Linked DNA regions of Mus musculus: region 1 is linked to region 2. Evidence: chromatin contacts called from public targeted proximity ligation data. All regions are on one chromosome and are shown on one strand. The core of a region is the stretch at or near the end of the contact, and the rest is flanking DNA. Distances in the headings are between cores, read along the strand shown.

Region 1 (4,792 bases), core at 1,245-3,744, 1.5 Mb after region 2:
TCCTATTTAAAGTTTCTTTCACGTTTCCGATGACCATGAAGAAACAATTCACCAAAAGCATTCAGAAGTAAAGCATTGAAATTATAAACATTTTCCCCCAAAGATAGAAAACTTCAGTGTACATCAATGAAAACTGCCAGTCTCTCCTCATTAAAAAACAAATTTTGACCTCATCTGAGCCAGTAGACTATCAGTTAACACCATATACTTGGAAATCAAGAAGTTCAGAGGAATAGCAAAAGGCAGATGGAAATGCCATGTGAGTCGGGAAAAAAAAATCTCTGCAGCCTTTGCCTCCCTGGCATGGACCATGTGTCCTTTATCCTCCTCACCCCATCTCTTCTCCTTGGAGCCCAGCAGACTTCAAAAGTTAGTCATAGCATTTCACTGGGGTCTGAGAAAGATAAACACAGACAGTACTGGGTAGTGAGTTACATATTGGTCACCTAAGGTTCACACCCACCCAGAAGTTGTAAATTAGAAGAAACTTACTTGAAACAAGGTCTTTATAGACATAATGAATAGTGTGCTTTCACGAGTCATAGCTGTGTTTTCACAAGTGGGAGACATAGACTCAACCACTGTGGAAGACAACTGTGCAGAAATAAAGAAGGTAGACAGTGGAGACCTATGAGCACAAGTCACAGAAGGCCCAAGATGGTCAGCAGCCTCCAAACACCAGGAAAAGAGCCTCCCTGCTAGCCTTCAATGACACCACATCCCTGCTGACACCTTGAATCTGAACTACTTGATGCCCACTGCCCAAACTACAAAAACACAAATTTCTGTAATATCAAACTCACTAATCATTGGCTTGACCAGACCCAAGTTATAGTGTGTGCGGACACAGGCCTTTCTGGACATTCCTACAAATGCAGTTCTCTTGAGGAGGTCAGGCACACATTTGGGAGGGTATCTAAATCACCCCCCATCCTGGAAATGGGGCCTTTTGATACTGTAAGTACTTTCATGTGCACTGCAATTTTAAAAAGATCAGAAGATCTCACAATGCCTAGTTTTCTCCATGCAGACCCACTGTGGATTATCATGCTATACAGTAGAAGAGCCCTGAGACCGGCGTTCTTCCAATGAGCTTTTGGATGCCCTGTCATGTATCTGAGCTCTGTCTCCTAATGTGCACAGAGCTCATGGAAACATAACAAATACTAGAAGCACAGCAGAGTGCCATGGGGTTGTGGACAGGGACAAATAAATTCATATGAGTCTGAGATGTGCATTCTTAAGCTTAATTAGTAGTTCTTATATTCCCATGCCATCAACTAAAAGTCCCTCTGAATGACATCCCTGACTTGGGAACGGGGTGGGGTTGGGGGGGGGGGTCTTGTCTCACTTTGCAGAGGTGAGACTAGCTTGGAGACATTAAACAATATGACTAATATACGATATCAGAAGCTTAAAATCCAGGGCTATGGAATCCCACACCTCCATATCTTGGCCTTTGTATTCATGCATGTGTACTGCCTGGAAGGGAATAATGGAAAGCGTCCTCTAGGTTTTCGTAGGCAACAAGAACACTCTATGATGTGATCCTTGTTAAAGTAGCACTAGCACATTGATTCTCGATACTGTGTGTAGCTGTACTTTGTTTATACTGAAATATTGAAAACTTGACTAGAGAAAATGAAAGAAGGAATAAATGAAAAAAGAAAGGAAAAGAGAAGAGAAGAGAAGAGAAGAGAAGAGAAGAAGGAAGGAAGGAAGGAAGGAAGAAAGAAAGAAAGAAAGAAAGAAAGAAAGAAAGAAAGAAAGAAAGAAAGAAAGAAAGAAAGAGAAAGAAGAGGGAAGGGAGGAAGGAAGGAAGAGAGGGAGGGAGGGAGGGAGAGAAAGAAAAAGAAAGAAAGAAAGAAAGGAAGGAAGGAAGGAAGAAAGAAAGAAAGAAAGAAAGAAAGAAAGAAAGAAAGAAAGAAAGAAAGAAAGGAAGAAAGGGAGAGAGGAAAGGGAGAGAGAAAAGAGGGAAGAACCAAAGAAAGAACTGGTTAAAATCTTGTGAGCTAGCTAGCTGTCTTCAAAGGTTCAGCCATGCAGATGCTGAATCTCTCAGGCAAACTAAACCTGAAAATCCGTGTTTGTTTGGTTCAGAGAGCCCATAGCCACAGAGCAGGCCCTAGCACAGCTCAGTCTGTTTATCTAGGAGCTTCTAGAATTCCTTCCTAGAGTACAAGTTTGTAAAAAGCTGTGGTGAGAGGCAAGAGTATGAAACATGCCCAGAAGGACAGAGACTCTTCCGTGGATGGGACTGAAAATCAAGTAAGTCCTAAATGTGGCCAACGCAGCGTCCCATCCGTGACTCCTGAAATGACTTCTAAAATGGGGTCACAACTACTCCAGAGAGCAGAAGTAGATCCAAGTGTGGGCTGAGAAATATGGCAGGAACACACATGGGTCCATTCCTGGCACGGAGTTAAAAGCACGTTACATATTTGGTGAATGAGGTCAGACACGGTAAACAATGGCAGTCAGTGCTGCGTTTGTTGAATGACTGCTCTGAACAGGGCACTCAGCTAAATCTTTCTCATGCGTGAGCTCATTTAGGCCTGTCAACAACCGTGGGAGGTTTTTTAAACAACTGAAGAGGCCAAAGCTTTGGATATGCTTTCTTGTATGACATCAGTCTAAGAGCACAGAACATGGCTCTTTGATCTCCAAACGACTTCATATGTCTTCCTACATGCTAACGATCAGGCTGCCCTGGGAGAAATGAAATCTAGAATAATATTTGTTCACATAGAAAAACTCAGATGTAATGAAAAATTAGTCTCTAAACTGCAAGCAGGCACTGGGAACTCTCAAAGGTACAAGCTTAAAGGTAACTAGAGATAGGGATACACGCCAGAGCATTCAGTAAGAGCGTTCTTCCCCATGGCTGTCAGGTACGGAGACAGGCATCTACTGTGCTGTGGGGATAGCTGCATGGCCCCTAGTTCTTTCTGCAATCCTGCAATGCCACTGGTTGGCAATTCAGAGCATGCCTGCACACATAGATAATGAGAGGACAGAAGGACAAAGCTGGAAAATAAGGAACCAAGCAAGAAAGTGCAACTATCCACAGTGTGGCTGCAGTCATGTCCCAGCTATGCAGGACATGCTCTCTAAGCAACCCTTCCGGCACTTCTGTGTCCTTCCTAAATCTGACGCAAGCAGTCCCTCAGCATCCCTGCTTTACTGCTATCCCTCATAAGCAATGTGTGGCAATAATTCCTTTAAGCCTCTAGTCTTCGAGAAGCAGCTTTTCTAGAATCTTCTAGAGTTAGAGGGGTGTACAACTGGCAATGAGCAGTCCATGTAATTTGCATCACTAAGTCAAACTGTATATGTGTATAAACATATCCATGTATGTGTATATGTATATGTGTGTATATATATATATATATTTATATGTACGCATTTACATTTTATTAGGACACGGTTACAGCACCTTATCTTGTCATCTCTGCTTGTCCTGTTTCAGTTTACACACACCTCCTCTCCCTTGGTTCACTTAGTGTTATGTTTAAGATACTTTTCAAAGGGGTGAGTATAGGAGACATAAGGGACTTGCCATCTAACCACAGATCAGTCACTAACAAGCGTCTGTGGTTGGCACATCAGATTCCTTTAAAACCTCCAGATCTCCCGTTTGTTTGTCACAATGTTTGTTTGTTAATCCACAAGGGTGAACAGGATATTTCCTAAAATCGATTCTGGGCAGTAGTGACTTCCAAAAGCAAATTGTTGGGGAAGCCTTCTGCCCCTGTAAAGGTTTTCTTACGGGAGAGCTAGTGATCCACTGAGAGCTTTATGCTTACCATGAATTCACACACAGCCCTGGCCCATATCTGCACATGAAGCTTACAGGAAACGCCATCCATGTCTTTGCAAAAGAGTCAAAATCAACTTCAAGGAAACAAGTAGTTTATGTAAAGTCACACAATCTGTGTGTGAAAGAATTCTCCAAGCCTGTGAACATCAAGGCCATTAGTGTGTTGGTCACTATCTACTTCTGGATTAGACTGAGTTGAAATTTCTCTTCTGCCTACCCTCTCAAGGTTTCTTTCCCTTATTTTAATTTTATTGGAAAGAGGAGATTAAAATCCATGCATAAAAGCACTTGTCTCCAATACTAACAACCAGCCTTTTAAATCTGGGACCCACATGATAGAAGAAGAGAGCTAACCCTCTCCCATAAACTGTCCTCTGACCTCCATATGTGTACCATGTCACACGCGTGCTGAAATATAACACACACATTTTTATAATACAAATAAATAAATGCAATTTTTCAGAAATCCAAGTAAAACTCATAAAATCATTCATATTATTGGATTCTCGTTCAAATAAGTACTAGTAAGCATACCTCTCACCAACTCTAGATCAATATCTCAACATTGACAGAGAGAGAAAAACAAAACAAAACAAAACAAAACAAAACAGAGAGAGATGGGGGAAAGGAGGAGAGGCTGTAATGGAAATCTTAGCCTATAAAAAGTAAAATCTGCTCTGTGACTCCAATACCATATATGTCCAAATCTTCCCACCAGTCTTAAAAAAAAAAAAAAAAAAAAAAGAAAGAAAATGTAGCAGAGAGACTTGGAATTTGTTATTTTCCCAAGTGGGAGAGCAAGTTCCTCAGAGTCCTTCAAGTATCAAAGTTTTATTCTAATGCAAAGAAAAACAAATCATTGCGATCCCTGCAGAACGCCTTTGTTATATGAGCAGTAGACGCATACAACTTCAGCCTTACTTTCAAAGCCACATCTTGGGGCCTGGGGATTTTTCCTCAATTTACAAAACC
Region 2 (4,588 bases), core at 290-2,789:
CTACCTTGGAGCCTCAGGCTATGTTTGTATCTGTCAGTCTGGATTCACAGACAGAAACCTAGCAGTATCTGTCCCCTGAGAGGCTCCACCCAGCAGCTGACTGAAGTAAATGCAGAGACCCACAGCCAAGCATTAGAACAAGTTCAAGAAGTCTTGTGGATGAGTTGGGGGAAGGATTGAGAAACTTGGAGAAGACAGGCGCTCCACAAGAAAAACCAACAGAATCAACTTGACCTGGAACCTTGGAGGCTCCCAGAGACTGAACCACCAACCAAAGAGCACACAAAGGCTGGACCTAGGCCCCTTACACAAATGTCACAGATGCTCAGCGTGGTCTTCATGTGGGTCCCCCAACAACTGGAGTCTGAGCTTATCATGACTTTGTTGCCTGACTTGTAGATCCTGTTTCCCTAAGTGGGCTGCCTTGTCTGGCCTCAGTGGGAGAGGATATACCTAACCCTGCAGTGACTGGAGGTGCCAGGGTGGGTTGGTACCCAGGTGGGGACCTCTCCCTTCTCAGAGGTGAAGGAGAGGGGTGGTGGTGGGGCCATGTGAGGGAGGGACTGGGGGACGGTGCTGCAGTTGAGATGCAAAGTGAACAAATAAATTAACAAATGGAAAAAAGACAAAAAAAAAGAATTATTTTAAGGAATAATATGGTTCATAACAGATGTTCAGTAAAATTACTTTTCCTATTTGTGATAGATGCATCAACATAATAGAGGCTTCCTGTGAAGTGTCCGTGGATTCAGAGACAGGAAGCTTTCCTAAATGTTTTCATATTATGTTATCAGGAGGCATCAAAGCCTAAAGAAGGCAGTGAAGTCAGTGAGAAACAGCATCATTCTTCAGTAGAGCAAAGAGTTCAGATTTCAGTTGTGTCTTTTTAGTGTCCTTGCCAACGTACTGACGTTCTCTGTAAAGGTTTCCTCTCATGTAAACCGAGGTAATCGGAGGCGCTTCATACAGAGCTTGACAGGTGAGGATTTTCCACACAAGGTGGTAAGTGTGATTATTAGATTATAAATGTAAAGGACGTGTGAACCAGGGCCTCACAATTCCAATCTCGATGGTTTTTGTCTTTCACTTCCAGATGTCTGAAGCATTGAGTCGCAGTGAAGCCTCCATAGTTCATGTGCTTTCATTTCCCACTTTTGCTTAACGTCGGTAGCATCGAGGAGTCTTACTGTAAGCCTTTAAAGAGAGAGAGAGAACAAAATCCCCAATTCGTAGCTACTATTTCAACAAGTGGCTCCTTAAAAAAACAAAACCAAACAACCCCCCCTCCCCCAAAGCAAACCTTAGTTTTTACATTTTCAGTTTAAAGTTGGAGCTCATTAATCATTATCTGTGTCCATGTTCAAATATGAAGATTGTCCTACTGCTACAGTCCTGGGAGGGAGGGAGGGAGGGCCCTTGGGTTATTATAAAGCTGGAAGGCTATGGTGTTTAGTTTAAGCTAATGAAGGGAGCCTTGCAGTCAGGATGTGGAGTCACTCCCTGTGGCGAGGCTGTTAACTGGCCAGGAATGAGACATGTTTATAATTAGAGAAGCATTAGGTGTTAGTGATCTTGGCGACCAGGGAGCCTGTGCCCAGTGGACTAGTCAGGCTGGCTATTTCCTCTATCCGTCAAAGTCAGAAGCAGTGTAATGAGGGGTGGACGAGTAAATTCCTCGGAGCTGAAACTATCTATTAAAACATAACTACAGTTTCCGAGGAATAGCTTTGGAAATGACACAGTCTAAGAGCAAAATAGAGTAACAATACAGCAAAGCATTAGCCTGAAAGGTAGGCAGGACAGGGCAGAGACAGAATTCTCAGACCCATGAGGAGCAGAGGAGGAGTGTATGGTTTTGTTCCCCTTAACATTTCTTTTTCTGGGAAATAGGAGAGCCAGGAAAGTGCTTTTCCAGAAAATACATTTGTTGAAAGCAGAGAAAGTTGTCAAATAACTCCACGTTCTTCTGAAAATGTAGGCTCTGGGAAAGATGGAGGAATGCTAATTATTTTTCCTCCCCCTCCTCCTCTTCCTCCTTCTCCTTCTCCTCCTTCTCCATCTTCTTGTTCTTCTTCCACAGAGGAGAACACCAAAGTAGAGGATTGTAGGGATAATTAGTATCATGAAACATCGTTAATAAAAATACACTATATACATTAAAATATTTCTATTTTGTCTGTCTTATTTGGTACTTACTCCTAAATGAAGTAGTGACTTACTGTATTTTACACGAGTACCCGATTGTCACACAGCAATGTCTGCCCGTGACTCAGGTGTCTCCAGGCCCTGTGCTTGTAATAAATACATATGATACACGTTTCTCAGATCTCATCTATGCTGTGTTAATGCATGTTCCATGGAATTGTAACAGACACTTAGAAGTGGCCTTTGCAAAATTATTTTAGGGGCTAGAGAATTGGTTGAGTAGTTAAAAACATCTGCTAACTTTTCAGAGAGAGAGAGAGAGAGAGAGAGATCGAGCATGCAGCCCCCCCCCCCCCCCCGCATGCACACACACTAACTTGAATACCCACTTAGGCCTATCAAGAATTTAATAAAGCAGATTAAAAGCCTGGCACTTCTGTCTTTTTTTTTAAACCTGTATCTTGGCTTAAGGCATAGACGTAAATTACTATCTTAACTTTCTTCCTCAGTCACACTGAATTTCAGAACAAACCCTCCTAGGACAGACTGTCCTCTCAGATGAGGACAATTATCCCTGGAGACAAGGTTGGCCCCTCAGCAATGAACAGATCGATTATTTAACAGTTCCTGGGCTGTCAGAACTGAGACAACGATGATGAATCAATGACAGGCAGGACCACACGTCTGCTAGGACGACCTCTTGCCTTTGAAGTTAATCCTCACATCAGCATCTGGAAGATGGACTTGGGTCACTAGACCGCTTTATTTGTTCTTCTTCCCAGTGTGGTCACATCCAATGGCTCCCTTTCTGCTTGTCACCATGACTCATTTCTTTAATTGGCGTATAGGGACCAGCACTTTAGTCTAGATTATTGGGGCTACTAGAGCCCAGATTTTAACCTTCAAAGTTGTGCTTCTTCTAATCAGCTAGGCAGTATTGTAGGTTTTAAATACATTTATATGCATTCTTTTGCTTGTATTTGTGGAAATTCAAAAATAAGTTTTAAAAATGCCCTGTAAGGATAAAGTCACTTAGAACTAAGGCGTCAGGAGCAGTGGAGAAACATCTGGAGACACATGCTCCCTCCTTGTATCTACAGTAGCTTGAAGGTTTTGGTCTGAGATCTCTCCTGAGGGGAAACCAAGAGTCTCAACTTCACCACAGGAAAAAGTGACCTGGATGATGTGCCCATGCGAATCAGTCTTGGAGTTCACCAGGAAGCATGGATTAAGCATGGAGAAGAGCCCAGGAAAAGAACAAGACACTCCGAAGTGTGGGTGTCGGGTTATTAAGAGAGAGTTGGGAAACTCAGAAAGCAGCCGCATGTATGGTTCTGGTGACTCTCAAGTGACTTCTCACAGGGTTGTCGAGATAGGTTTTATTTATTAGTAAATGAGATAATAAAGTATTTTCTCACGTTCTTTGGACGACATTACAGCTGATAAAGTAACCCCAGGTCACAGGGATTGCACGGGAGGTTAAGATTGTGTGTGTGTGTGCAGCGTGTGCATATCTGTGTGCATGTGTATATGTAGGTGCCTGTGTATACAAATTCATGTGGACACCAGAGGTCAGCTCCAGGTAGACTTCTGTCACTCTCTTATTTTTCAAGTTAAATTTATCCTCTGACAATTTCCTATATGTCTGAAATACATTCTGATTGTTCCTCACCTCCTTCCTCTTCCCCCTCCATCAATTCTATTTTCCCTTCTTCACATCTTTGGTTGCGTTTTGTTACTACATTGCCACAGGCTAACTTAGTAAGCCCAGAACTGACTGGTTAGTTAGACTGGATGGCTTGTAGGATGTTCAGGTCTCCCCAGCTGCTCCATGAGAACTGCGGACGTGTGCCGAGTGCATCTGGACACGCTGATCATGCTTGTGTGGCAGGCACCTTGCTCATTTAGTCATCACCACAGTATGTTTAGTTTTTTTTTTTTTTTTTTTACTGTAAATAAAAGTTTGTGATGTTCCCAGAAATCTGGGAAAAGAGTCAGGTCACACTCAAGGTCATGCAAGCTCAGGCTTTAAGTATGGTTCATTCCTGTTTTAGAATTCTTATTAGGAATATCTCTAAATAAAAGGAATAGTGTCTCTATGTAGATGACCTTTGTAAAAATGCTAATTGTGCTAGAATTCTTGATTCAGGTAATCAGAGAGCCCACTTAGACTGCCAGATAAGAAATTCTTTTCTTCATTTGCACATTTCTTAGTTTGTTTCTGTCTTGCGGTCTTGCACTGTCTAGTAGGTTCTATAGTAGTGCAGTTACTTACCATTCACCCATCTTAACTGTTTTCTTTATACTTTATTCCCTTTGTCTAGGACAATTGGGTAGTAAGTATTTATCAAAGGAATTGATCAGAATAGAGACAGTTGAAATTAAGGAGACATGGGAGAGAGCAAAGACCCTCAACTAGGAAAGTGGTTGACAAAGAGAACAC

Evidence for each region.
Region 1: a targeted proximity ligation map of pancreatic cancer cells shows a contact between it and region 2. A contact is called at or near these places in 7 of 39 promoter capture datasets (cranial neural crest, embryonic stem cells, frontonasal cranial neural crest and 4 more), 42 of 484 Hi-C or Micro-C datasets (the 3T3-L1 cell line, 3T3-L1-derived adipocytes, the AML12 cell line and 23 more), 15 of 130 datasets of targeted methods (the NIH/3T3 cell line, astrocytes, embryonic forebrain and 9 more) and 3 of 9 other capture datasets (adipose tissue, embryonic stem cells and liver).

Annotation. Positions count from the first base shown.
Region 1 is chr19:31,749,052-31,753,843 of GRCm38.p6, forward strand. It overlaps a transcript of Prkg1 not described here. Among named protein-coding and RNA genes, the nearest start is that of Prkg1, 87 kb to the left of the region's middle.
Region 2 is chr19:30,255,007-30,259,594 of GRCm38.p6, forward strand. No RefSeq gene overlaps it. Among named protein-coding and RNA genes, the nearest start is that of Mbl2, 24 kb to the left of the region's middle.